2 separate regions of the Danio rerio genome follow, and region 1 is linked to region 2. The links are chromatin contacts, called in public HiCAR-type maps. All regions are on one chromosome and are shown on one strand. Each heading gives the region's core, a stretch centred on a gene start, on an enhancer-like site or on the middle of the called end of the contact. The rest is flanking DNA. Distances are from core to core; before and after follow the strand shown. Region 1 holds the start of gpm6ab (glycoprotein M6Ab). Region 2 overlaps gpm6ab (glycoprotein M6Ab).

Region 1 (6,479 bases), core at 678-3,177, 100 kb before region 2:
TTATGCTGCTGTTGCTATGAATCGAATGGCTCTTTGTATTCCAATAGGAAACCAATCAGTAACACCATTCTGGGTCATTTGTTGTGCTATTATTTATTGTACACTGGACCAATGTGCAGTGATAATCACCAGTGCATATATACAGTACGCACGGCTGGCAAAGTAGTTGTAAAAGGCAACGCGTGTATACAAATATAACGTTTGTAGCACATGTAAGTTTATCGATAATTGCGGTGTACACGGGATTGAAACATGCGAGGGAAATAAGATAATGAAGATCACCTACCTCTGTCGTTGTCAGTGGACAGCGACCTGGTGCTGAGATTAGGTGTACCGCTGACGGAGAAACGCTTGGTCCATATAGTTTGTCAGCGCTGCTTAGGATTCATTGCGACGATTGGTCGATTCGAACCTGACGTTTCACACCGACCGTGCATTTGAACGCTGATTGGTCATTCGCCCAGTCAATCAACGCAAATCATAGACCAAATCCGTGTAATCTTCGCTCAGGGAGGTGCTCGGGATCCCATGCTTCCTTGTATTTGTAGTCCAAAAGATTGTTCATCTATTGTTAGAAGAAAAGAAAAAAAAAGAAAAAAAAAATAGTGAAATTTACAGACTGATTGCTGTTGTGGCTGACATATTCGGCTGTGAAAACTGCATGGCAGGGGATGTGATGCATTATTAATCCACCAGTCCTTTCACATAGATATTCAGTTTCATTAGCGGACTTTCACCTCTCTCTGAATTTGCCCCTCTGCACGTGCACATACTTAAACCCATGCACATAATAATGCATAAAGATCAGCTTTGCGTATGAGCAAATAATGGCGTATAATCGTTACGTAGGCTGTTGTAGATAATAGACTGAGTTACTCGGCCGTTCAGTTATCTGCATAATATAAAAGTGCAACTCCTAAAATCAAGCAGCAGATGGCACCGCTAAACCTATTTATATTATTTTGTGAGCCACGTACTGCTCATCGCAGAAGGGTGTGTTCGGCGGTAAACGCTGAAAGAAGCAGGTTGGAGAATAAACACACATGAATGATATTGTACCGTTACGTGAGATATTATAGCCTGCTTTAGAACATATACCTTAGGTGGCCAAGAAAACTGAAAATGTTCTTATCAATTTGTGATTTAAAGAGTTGTAATTTTGTGATCATAAATCAAAAAGATTTAATCGATTTAATGAATTGATTTACTCTGCTTTATGTATTTTGTGAGCAAGAGGACGTCAAAATGAAATTATGGCGTGATTGGCGTCAATCGTCACGAGTTAACATGACATGTATTTATTTTATCCCTTTTCTTTGGCCAATCTTTTCTCAATGCCACGAAAACTAGATATTGATTTTCTATATATAGGCCTATTTTGGTTAGAAAAAAGTATTGGCCAAAAATAAATAAGTAAATAAATAAATAAATAAATAAATAAATAAATAAAATAAAACAAAATACATGTTTTGGCGATGTCATTATCTCCTGACGATCTGTATCTATACAATACAGGCTATGCCTAAATAAAACCTAGTCAGCATTTGAAGAGGATTTTGATCAAAATGTTCTAAAATTATTTAACACCAATTCTTGTTTTAGGACAATTTTAGAAAAACTTTATCAACTTCAAATGATGACTATATGTGTATAACCCCCAGTTATGGCATGATGTGCTATGAATTTATTCATGCAATATTTAACTGTAGATCGAATATATAGGCTAATTAGAAAGTAATTAGGGCGCGAATTTATTCATATTTCCTCATATATAGCCTAAGTAATATTTATATTATGTAGCTTACAGAAAATGTACCAAAACACAACTTGCCATTCTCTCCGCCTGTTGATTGTGACGTCACCTCAAGAATACACTGGCGGTCCCGCTAGCAGCTCTCAGTGTCAAACTCTTGAACTGTGGACTTTTTCAGCGTTGTCGAGCTCTAGTCTCAAACATGGGTAAGTTATTGGCTTATATTTTTAGCTGAGGTCGAGTAGTCCGAAAAATGTGAACTGTGAAGGTGTGTGAACTTACGACCACTTTACTGGATATTCTCTAAGAGAAAGCTAAGAGTGTTTAATTTATGAAGTTTAGATATTTCAAGAAACAGCTCGCCACAGCAAATGCAGTATTTGTCATGATTTATACTCATGTTATTACAATGACTTCCTCTAACAAACAGATATCTGGTAAAAATGACTGCTTTAGTCTCTGCTTGCAACTTAATTCACTCCACTGGAGGTAAATGCTGGGTATCATTCAGTACCATCTCCTGTTGTGATCAATAGATGGGTAAAAAAGTGGTTGAAACTGTCTGTATTTTACAGTTTTCTTAGCACATTTAAGGCAGGAACTTAACTGAGACTTACAAAAATACCATAATATGATTGTGTCTCTTTTAATGGTAGCATTGTATCAGGCTTGGGTAAGCAAACAAGCCTCTTTCTGTTGATGCTGATTTAAGTAGGTTGGTAAATTGCCCAAGCTTATAATCAGATTATGATGATTGTACCTGGTGCAGATGAAGAGAACCAACTGTGACTTTTTATTATCAATCAGAGATTGTGTTTGCAACAACATATAACAAACTAATTTACTGTACATGTAAGTGGTTGACAGATGTGCTGTTAACTCTTTATCATTGTCCAGACACAAATTGACCTCAACAAAATGTTTTCCAGAGGTTTCCACATCCTGTTTTTTTTTCTTTCTGGAACTATGAAAACATGATAAAGGAAGTCATTTATTATTGTCAGGAAAACTCCTCAAAAATACAGGAAATGGTCACATTATGAAACAAGTGAAAATGGAAGCGTAAAAGTTTATGGTTTCCTCACTAAATCAAACGCTCCTTGCAGAAGTACTGAGCACCTGCTACAGAATCAATCATATCTCCTTTAACTCCGTTAGAACTGCTTCACAGCACAAACTGAATAGATTCTTTCTAGGCACAAAACATTTGGTCCTCATTGTGTGTGTGTTTTAGATATGGGTCTTGGCATCTGAAAAGTGCTGCTGTTCTGGGACTTTCACTCCATGCTCTGTTTACCAGTTATAGATGGAATATGAAAAATGACAACACTCGTTTGTGCTGAAGAAAGGCAGACTTTGTTGAAGCTCTCATTCATGGTGCCTGCTGATGGCCTGTCCCTTCTGTGTTCTTTCTAATATATGCATAGAGTCACATGAGGGATAAATAGCCACATTATGTCTCTCTGTTAGCCGCCTCCAAACATTCTCTTCTAGTGTGGGGGGCCTTTGATAATCCTGACAAGCGCCTCTGTATTTGTGAGACTGCCTTCCCCTCCCACCACCCGGTCCTCGCTCTCCTTGCACACTGACTGTCGGTCGGTTGGCCTAATGGGCAGAACTTTTGGTTTGGGTTTATGGGGTTCTGGGAATTAAAGCTGGAATGCGGTTTTCGAGGCCGCAGCCATGATGTCCTATACAGATGTCCAGTTGAAAGGTCAGCCAATGCCTTTGGCATGTGGATGTGTTTTTGAGTAAGGGTACAAGTGGAATGTGTGCCACTGCCATATTGATATGTTAAAAGGATGCAGATCAAGAATCTGTATTTTTGCCCATATGGTTTGAAGTGAAAGCTCCATATGTTGTGAATGTATGTCATCTGCATGACGCAGATGTTCAGTTGTGGTCGGGAAATATTGAAACAGTGCTTTGCTGAAGCTTGGATGGGGAAATTATATTATTCAAAAATAATTTACAGATAATAAGCTTTAAATATTGAAAATAGACATGAATAATCTTGTAAGCCAGAAATGTAACTATAGCTTGTATTTATATTTACTTTGTAATCCACTATTTTTAGTGGATGGTAAAAATGGCAATATTCTCCTGAGAAAAAAATCTAAACAAACCAAAAGCAGGGCAGGATGTGTTGTGACAAGATACTCAAGCTTAACTTTTTTTTAAGGATGATGTCAAAATTGTAATCAAAGACTATAGAATACACAAGGTGTGTCACTCATATAGTTGTGAATGGGGAAAAGTGTAGTGGTCAATATGGTAAATTAAGCCCCACCTACAATACAGGAGCCAATCAGCGATTGCTATAGACTGACAATTTTCCTTAGATTAGATGCGATTTTATGCAGATTTTGTGTGATTTAAAATGTTTAAATATGAAATTAAATGGACAGTTGTTGTTGAATGTTTTTGTATATCCCTTATATATGAGATTTAATCATAAGCTTAGCAAGCAATTTGGGAGAATTTGATGTTTTGCTATTCAGACAGAATACCCGAGCATACTGCCCGAGAGGCCTTTCAAAGATAGTTGCCAAGTCAAATGACTTGCCTTAAAGGAACTTTGTTTTACTTCAGAGGAGTAATTTTTATTTTTTTTTTTTTGATAATGTAAATCTGATTTTCAACCCCAACAAATGGAAATATCTGTTATTCTGACCAACTGTCATTTTTCTGATAGAAAGCATTCTCTAAATGCAAATGCGGATTAAACACATGGGCAAACGAGAGCCCAGGGGAAAAATAATCACAGAAACAAAATGTTCTATACATTTACATAATCACTAGAATATTATGGCTGCATTTACAGTTGTGTGTTTTTGTTTTAGAAAGATCAACCATTGCCATGGTAAGGCTGGGCGTTCACATTACTCCAAACTTATTCTAAAAATGAAAGTGTTACTGCCCACGTTCACTCCCTGATAAGGCCTGCTGGATAACTGATTACTCACATAATCACAATACATCATAGTATTGCTAGCTTGAAATCACAGCCTACAGTTAGAGCTGCACGATTCTGGCTAAAATGAGAATCGTGATTTTTTTGCTTAAAATAAAGATCACGGTTTTCTCACGATTCTGTAGATGTAAAATAAAATTTGGTAAAAACAAACATATGGCACAACATCGATAATAATATCATGTGTAGGTCTACTGGTTTCTATAAATAATTCTATTCTACTTATAATAATTCTGATGTTGAATTATTATGTTTGAGATATATGCTTGCAATCTGTCATATAAGACAATTTTATTCACTGGTAAAATCAGACATTTGCCATTATCAGATTATATTCAACAATATATAGGCTAGAGTAGTTATACTGACATTGTAAACATTTATTTTCATACACAACTGTGGGTTCGCTATGAGAGAAAAAACATCAAATGCTTGCTGTAATCATAACTCTAAAATACGATATGATCATTTAAATGTCGTGCACACTTTCGGTTTTATTATCACTGCTAAGTGCTTGTTCATACTTCGCGCCCGGCTCCCAAACAATCACTTTGTGCCACAAACTGAATATTTTTTGCAGCTGTATTACCTGTTACTCGCAACATATGCAGGTTCTGTTCTCTAAAGTAGACACGCGCACGTCTATCATTAAGTAGAGCGGAGTAAGTCACCACCAGATTTTACCAAAGCAAATATGTAAGATCCTCCCATTGGATAATGATAGTGTGTTAAGTTGGTAACAATTTATTTAACCGTAATTAATGTAGAGAGTAGCTTTTTATTTCTTAAACAACCATGTGAAGACTTCCTGTGGTCATGAAAAAAGATGGTAATCTGTTTCAGAAGGGTCAAATTATTGGCATGTACAGTATCAAGCACAGTAAATATAAGGATATTGCTGAAAGTAAAATTGGTTTAAGAATTGTCCAACACATGATTTAAAACTGTAGGATAGCAGGGAAACATATTCTTGATTAATCTAGATCGGCGATCACTTAAAAATCTGGTGAAATAAATGTGAAAAAAAAACAACAACAGTAAAACTAAGGACTTTAAAATTGTGAAATTAAGAGCATTTCCACATGCACACTTCAAAGGGAACACTAGGAATCGGGATTAAACCGCTATGTAGCTTTAGATTAGTTTGTTGCTTGAGAATGCAACTGCACAAATGGCAATAAACCACAGTTTTCGTCTTAATATAGTTCAATCAGTACACAGTAGTTACCATTGTTTAAGTTTTTGTTCTTGATGTTAACGGCCTCAAGACCTGGAAAATCCATTGTTCTCTAATGGAAAAGAGTGACTGCCTGGATACGGTTCCCCTTTTCCACCATTTCCACCATTTCCTGTATGGAATGACAAAGTGCAAATTTCAAAAACAGACAATATATCCTCAAAGCTGCACGGCCAAATCTGTGAAAACAGGCCTGTATCCTACATATTTTCCTTTCTTTATCCTCTTCTGAGACGTGCTATTTAACATTTTCCAAAGGAATAATAAACACTCTTCAGAAGAGATGGGAGTTCAGTTCGGTTTGAACCACCCTCACATTTCCCTGTTTTTATTCCCCCTTCTGAGTCTGAGGTTTTCATTTACTCTGGTTAAAAACAAATCTGCTGGCTCATGCAATCACAGCAGTGGATCTCGAGGCTATGAGTGATTTCTCTAGTGCAGCAAGAACCTTCATCTTGAAATCCACCCACTGGTAGTTAAGTGTAAACCTTGGAATTTGTGTATGTGTGTGTGTG
Region 2 (6,482 bases), core at 2,060-4,559:
CATGGTTTAGGGTTATATTAAGTATGGGCGTATGTAAGAGATCTGCAGAGCGGATGGCAACATCAACAGCCTGAGGTATCAAGACATTTGTCATGTGCATTACATTACAAACTACAGCAGAGGGCAAATTTTATAGCAGGATAGCGCTCCTCATACTTCAGCCTCCACATCGAAGTTCCTGAAAGCATAGAAGGTCAAGGTGCTCCAGGATTGGACAGCCCAGTTACCAGACATGAATATTATTGAGCATGTCAGGGGTAAGATGGAGGAGGCATTGAAGATGAATTAAAAGAATCTTGATGAACTCAGAGTCCTGCAAGAATGCTTTCTTGCCATTCCAGATTGTTCATTATTTCTGTTAATTGACAAGACTTTTGTTTCAGCAAAGTCAGACCTTCCTGTCATAATTAAATAATTCAAAATCAAGGCATAATCATTTTTTATTTTGGTAAAATAAGCGTAATCTAGATGCCTTTGACTTTCATATAAGCCACTTTTGATACCAAATGATCAACTATAAGTCAAGTTATTATTTGTTGTTCCTAAAACTTGAATAGGTGACAAGAAATTTGTCAGGTTGTGTATCTCTGTTTCTACTATAATAGCCATTATTATGTCACGCTGGTACAGGAAACCTTTATGGAACAGTATAAAATCACTTTTAAATGTACCCCAAACGGTTTTGACATATCTAATTGTCATTTGAATTGACATATTACCTCCCTAATAATCTGCTGTTTTACTTTACCGTACTTTTATTTTCAATTGCAGGAATCGTGTCCATCGGTGAAGAGAAAAGACTGTGTGCCGATAATGAAAACTTCAAGAAGATGTGTGAATCTAATGAGGTCAGTTGGCAGTTCTGAAGTAGAGCCTATTTTATTCTGACTGATGGTATTCATCTGAATGCATTCCGCCATTACAGTTTGCAACCTAGGCTATGACATATACAGTAAGAGAGAGAAATTATGAATAAAATGTAAAATCTACCATGTTTTTAAGTATAAAATTGACCCAGGGCAGTGGAGACGCCATATACAGTAAATATAATAGTTAATAATAGTAAATCATATAGATACTTGTTTGTAATTTCTAACAGCTTCTTTTAAAGAGCACTCATTTTTAAGCCAGTGGACTGTCATGCTTTCACAATATTATTTACATGCATTTATTACATGAATTTATCTGTTAAAGGTCACTGTTGACGTGCTGCTCTGGAGTAATTAAATTATATCACAATAAATTTACATAAACGTCACTGCAGCTTGAAGTTTGGAGCCATTTTACACTCAGGAGAATCTGGAAGAATTTGTAAAGACCATTTTGAAGGATTTAAACAAAAACAAAGGTCCCAATGCATTTCCTGTTTTACATTTTTAATTTCTATAGCATCCGAGAATATAAAAAGAACCACATGTTTATAAATAATGGTATGATAGCTGTTTTAACATTAAGTTATGATTGAATTGCCTCTTGTTTCAGTTAAGAAATAGTTTGATAATAAGCAGGAAATGTTCATGGGCCAGTGAAATGATCACATTGAAATGGTCTATAAATTGTCAAATAGAAATCTAAACATATACTTTATGAACATACTGTAAGTTGTGGTGTACCAGAGGGATTGGTGTTGGGTAAATTATTTGTCTTTTATGTTTAATCTTTTGCTCAAAAAAGAAACGAAAAAAACACTGAAAAAATGTTGTGTTTGGATTTGGATGAGGGTTGAGACTTTTTTTTTTAATCTTTTTGAAACCCTTTCAGACATCTTGTGTTGATGCAGTCAACGTTGGTTTTTAGTTTGACCAAAGACCAAACTAACTTTTGCAATTTTCTGAGATTTATTTGTTGTTCCAACTGTCCTTTTACACTAAGATTCCAGTTCATTGAAATTTAGGTGTAGGAATGGGCATTTTCATTGGTTTTGCCATTTTCTTGTAGTCACATCACTTTTTGTGACAATCAACAATCTTATGCTGCAAATCAAAGCTAGTGTACTAAAAATAATCAAATATCAGAGCAAAAATTATTATACTTCAAAAATATTTGTCCTATAGAGCATGCTAATAATTTTAGCTCATATAATTAAACATATAAAGAGTTCAGAAGCAAAAAACTCAAGTGTCATCTGAAATTTTCTTCTACAATGGGTATTTTTGTCAGCCTCTTATGCTTATGTTCAGTTATTTCTTGGTAAAAGTGATGGAAATAACCTATTCTTAGCCATCAAAGTTAAATGATTGAATCAAGACATAGAAAAAATGCTTATATTAGGAAGAAAACACTTAGAGTTTTTGCAAATGAACTTTCCATATTTAAAAATATCCCTGCTAAAAAAACAGCTTAAACCAGCTGGTTTTAGCTGATTGACCAGTCTGGTTTTAAATAGGTTTTGGACTATTTCAGGCAGGTTTCCAGCCATTTCCAGCCTGGACTTAGCTGATCAATGGAACCAGCTAAGTAATGGTCTGGCCTGGAAATGGCCAAAACCCCTCTAAAATCAGCCAACCAGCCTAGGCTGGTATAAGCAGTTTTTTTTTTTTTTTAGCAGAGATATTTGGATTAAAACTGTACTCTGTTTGCAGTTGTTTATTCTAAAGCAAAGATGAATTTTGTTTTAATATGTTGAAAATGAAAAGATTTAACAATAAGGACATTTTTGCAGCTTTCTTTACTCCTACACACCAAGGGTGCCAATATTAGCACTGTAGATATTGTTTTAAAATAGATTTGATTTTTTTAACCTTTGTTTCATAGTATGTGTTATTTTGCATACTCTACATACTGTATTTGACAGCGTAGAAAGACTGAAATGGCAATTTTACAGTATGCTTGATGATTTCTAGAGACAACCATCCTCATTCTCTCCTCTTCACAATCTTTTTTTGTCTCTTTCTCCAGCTGGATCTGACGTTCCACTTGTTTGTCTGCGCTCTTGCGGGGGCTGGAGCGGCGGTTATCGCCATGGTGAGCTTTTCCACTGCCGTCTTTCTTTACTGCATCATATCAGTTTTCCCTGAATCTAAAGTTCCTTTTAGGGCAATAAAATGAAACGCGGATTGATTTATGGGCTTAATAAAGCCCACAATTCCAGTGACATCGGCAAGATGTGAAATTTAAGCACTCCTACAGTGGTATGTTAGGGAAATCATAGACTTATTTAGAATCAGCGTATCAAAGAATGTGTGGGCTTGTCTTAAATGCAATAGACGTCCAAGGCCTCTTGTAAAATTACAGGAATAGTGAGCAAAGACAGAAGGAGAGCACCGCTCATTGAAAATGCAGGACGTTGTTGCCATGGAAACAGAGGAGGAGAGGGAAGGAAGGAGAGAAGCTTGTTGGGAACAGCGATAAGTGATTGTGAGACACCATTTTCTATGAGGCAGCTTTTCTAGCCGTCTGTTTGAACAACAGAAATATGTCCTCACTGGTTAATATAGGACATTGTCGAAAGGTAACATGAAATTCATTTGATATAATCGACACACTGTGCCTTAGCTTAGTATTTTTCAGTGTATTGTGCTTTTGTCTTTTGCACAGGCTTCTTGCAGTATTTGTGTGAACCGCACAACAATGCATCTGTTTTCTGGAAAGGCAAAAATCTGGCCCCATTTTTACCATTTAATTGCATTGTTTGCAATTTAATTGCGTGGTTTGCAAATGAGAAAACAGCTTGGACATTAAGTACTTAGAAACAAAGAGTCTACAGAATTGGATCATAATTTGGGCTCTTTGATTATATAATTACATCATACCTTTCAGAGAACATTGCTGCATACTTGCGGTTGGCTGATTTGTGCTGCAATGATGCCACCCATTGGTAAGCACTGGAAATTGAGTGAAATGAGTTCGTGTTCCCCACTGTGGCATTGCAAAGGAACTGCAAGTGCCAGTTTTTGTCCTGAAAATGCATAAATTATACTGTAATTTTTTGAGTCATCCAAATTTAAAGAGACAGTCGGCTTGAATATGAACATTTAGTCATCATTTTGGCAATCTGTCGTTCCACACAGAAATGTTTGGCAGGTTTTTTACATATGTACAGTGAGAGGCTTGAACTAATACCTGTAAATAGAACTTGTAAGTCTTTTCTCTTTATCAAAGCTCTCAAACTTATTTTGTACAATAAAATAAATTAATAAATCACCTATTTAAATGTAGCCATCCAAATTGGTTTTAAGACCCAGAAGAACCAATCAGGTTTGCTGTAAACACAGGTGTTTACAAGGACCCCTAAAACTCAATGTGTAATTGGGCCAAGTAGCCCAGACTGGGTATGTAATCTAAAATACAAATTTTATTCTGATTGTGAGGGGTTGTTTAACCATCACTGGGTCATTCAATATTACATGTAAACTAACCCTTGATCAAGTTTGAACTGAAAATGTTTACACTTGTGTAATGATGTGGATGCATTTTAAGAAATGACTAGGCCAACACGGGATCTGTACGTGCAGAAATACACAGATTTTTAGTCCATCATTGAGTCTTTGTATTTACTTTGTGTGTACATTTATATTTATTCAGCTTTTCAATTAATTTCACTAATAATATTATGATATAATAATAGTAATATTAAAATGTTCATATGATTTATTTACAATACAGTTGTTAAGTAATATTTTCTGTCTTTTAGTTTATATATTATATAAGAGACTTGCTTTGTTTACCAAAAAAGTGGATCTAATTAGATTCGAATTGTAAACATTAAATTAAAGTTAATAATGTAGGATTTTATTTCATATATTAAGTTTTTAGTTATGATACTCCTAAAATCATTCCACATAAGTCCGTAGATTTTGTACAAAATTCTCTGCAGAAATGCCAAAAAATGTCCACAGATTCTGTCTGGCTCTAGGTATGATGCACAAAACAAGCTGTTGTTGTTGAATCTTATGTGTCAAACGCCTCTTGTGTCATTCTAAACTTCACCTTTCACCTATTGTGTGTGAATTTGTTGCAAAACATTGTTGCTTTAGATCAGTGGTGCCTTAACTATAGGGGGCCAAAGTTGGCCCATGGTAACCTTTAAATTGGCTCACCATCCCATATGAGAATGGTTTAGAGATTGTCATTTTAAATTTAATGTAACCTTTTATTTGTTTGTTTTATTATGAAGCTACAAAAAAAGCTATCTGAGATTAAATGTTTCAATTAAAATGGTATAAAATAAATCAGATTTAGTTTAAAATGTAAATACAACACAGTGGACTATGCAGAGACTTTGGTGAGCGAATCAAAAGGCAGCTTCTGCATGACTAGTGTAATAAGCATTAAACTCCAGAGTGTTATAAATGTGATTGTTTATGTTTTCATCACAACAAATTATAATTTAAAAAGTTATATTGCATTCGTTAAGATGATTTAATGTAATGTTTTCAGTTTATTTTTTTTTTTATATTATGAAAGGAATTAAGAAATTACCCATGGCAACTTTACTGTAAATTAGTTTTTGATATATTTATCTTCAGCCCACAGCTATCAATGATATTTAGTTTTTGGCCCTTCATAGGAAAAGGTAAGTTACATTTAGTTAAAAAAATAAAAAATGTAACCACCCACAAATACCCAATTTTCAGCACCCAAAACAAAAGTCAGAAGCAACAATGCCCTGAATAATTAAAGCGCAAAATACACAAAAGTTTTCATGCATTGACATTGTCTGTGTGCAGTGAATGTGATGTAAATTTCTTCAAGAAAATACTCATACAGCTTGCACATATGCTTTGAATTCTTTTTGCACTACTTAGTTTGTCCACAAGGTGTCAATACCAACTGGGGCTGTTGCTTTACAGCTGGAAAGGAAACAAAGTAGGCAGTGCAAAATTCTCAAAATCGAACTGTAAAGTCCACGTGCCAGAGGATTAAGCCCAAATTTATTTTAAACAAGTACAAATATATACTTATTGCTTAATAACTTTGAGAAAATTATACCATGGAGTTTGACAGACGATGAGCTGAGGCACAGTTTCACATGACATTACAGTCATTTACAACACCAATGATTCAGCAACAAGAGCTTGTTCTTTACAGAAATTTAGGGTGCTTTCACACTGTAGGTTAGATTGCCTGGTCCAGTCCCAGATTTCATTTATCTGGACAACTTTCAAATGGCTGTTGGCCTCATCGGAGTGGACACTATTTATCACTGTTGATAATGACCGAAAAATGATTGAATACTGTTGTGGCTTGTTTTAAATTGTTGCAAATTCTCTATGCTAGAAGCTTGAACCAAGCTTGTCAGGAGTTGTGAAACCTCCCTTAAGGCATACATGTTTGAATTTTGATGGTCAGAATATCACAATTTTTTTTCCCATTGAGAGAAATTGTGTGGAAATCTTTAACACTCATATGGTCATGAATTGAGATTAGATCTTACGAGTTAGGCAGAGAGGCTTACAAGTTCCCAATCATTTTTAAACATGTACAACAACTTGAGAGCTGTCTGCTTTAATTTCAAAGTCAGTTTGTTGATTTATCTGAAG

What was found. HiCAR-type assays count read pairs that join an accessible place to other places.
Region 1: a contact with region 2 is called in a HiCAR-type map of caudal fin, with 8 times the contacts expected there. The contact joins the promoter of gpm6ab here to the enhancer-like site in region 2. A contact is called at or near these places in 8 of 18 Hi-C or Micro-C datasets (caudal fin, embryo, hematopoietic stem cells and 2 more) and 2 of 4 datasets of contacts at active chromatin or transcription factors (caudal fin and embryo).

What each region holds. Positions count from the first base shown.
Region 1 is chr1:41,854,324-41,860,802 of GRCz12tu, reverse strand. gpm6ab (glycoprotein M6Ab) reads left to right here and starts at 1,927. Exons shown (of 7, transcript NM_214687.1): 1 at 1,927-1,959. The coding sequence starts at 1,956. It also overlaps a transcript of wdr17 not described here.
Region 2 is chr1:41,753,693-41,760,174 of GRCz12tu, reverse strand. It overlaps gpm6ab (glycoprotein M6Ab), which reads left to right. Exons shown (of 7, transcript NM_214687.1): 5 at 772-848; 6 at 2,899-2,964. Among named protein-coding and RNA genes, the nearest start is that of gpm6ab, 100 kb to the left of the region's middle. Within about 2 kb of position 3,309, at least 4 of the 62 cell types and tissues checked have an H3K27ac peak or open chromatin away from gene starts, as enhancers often do.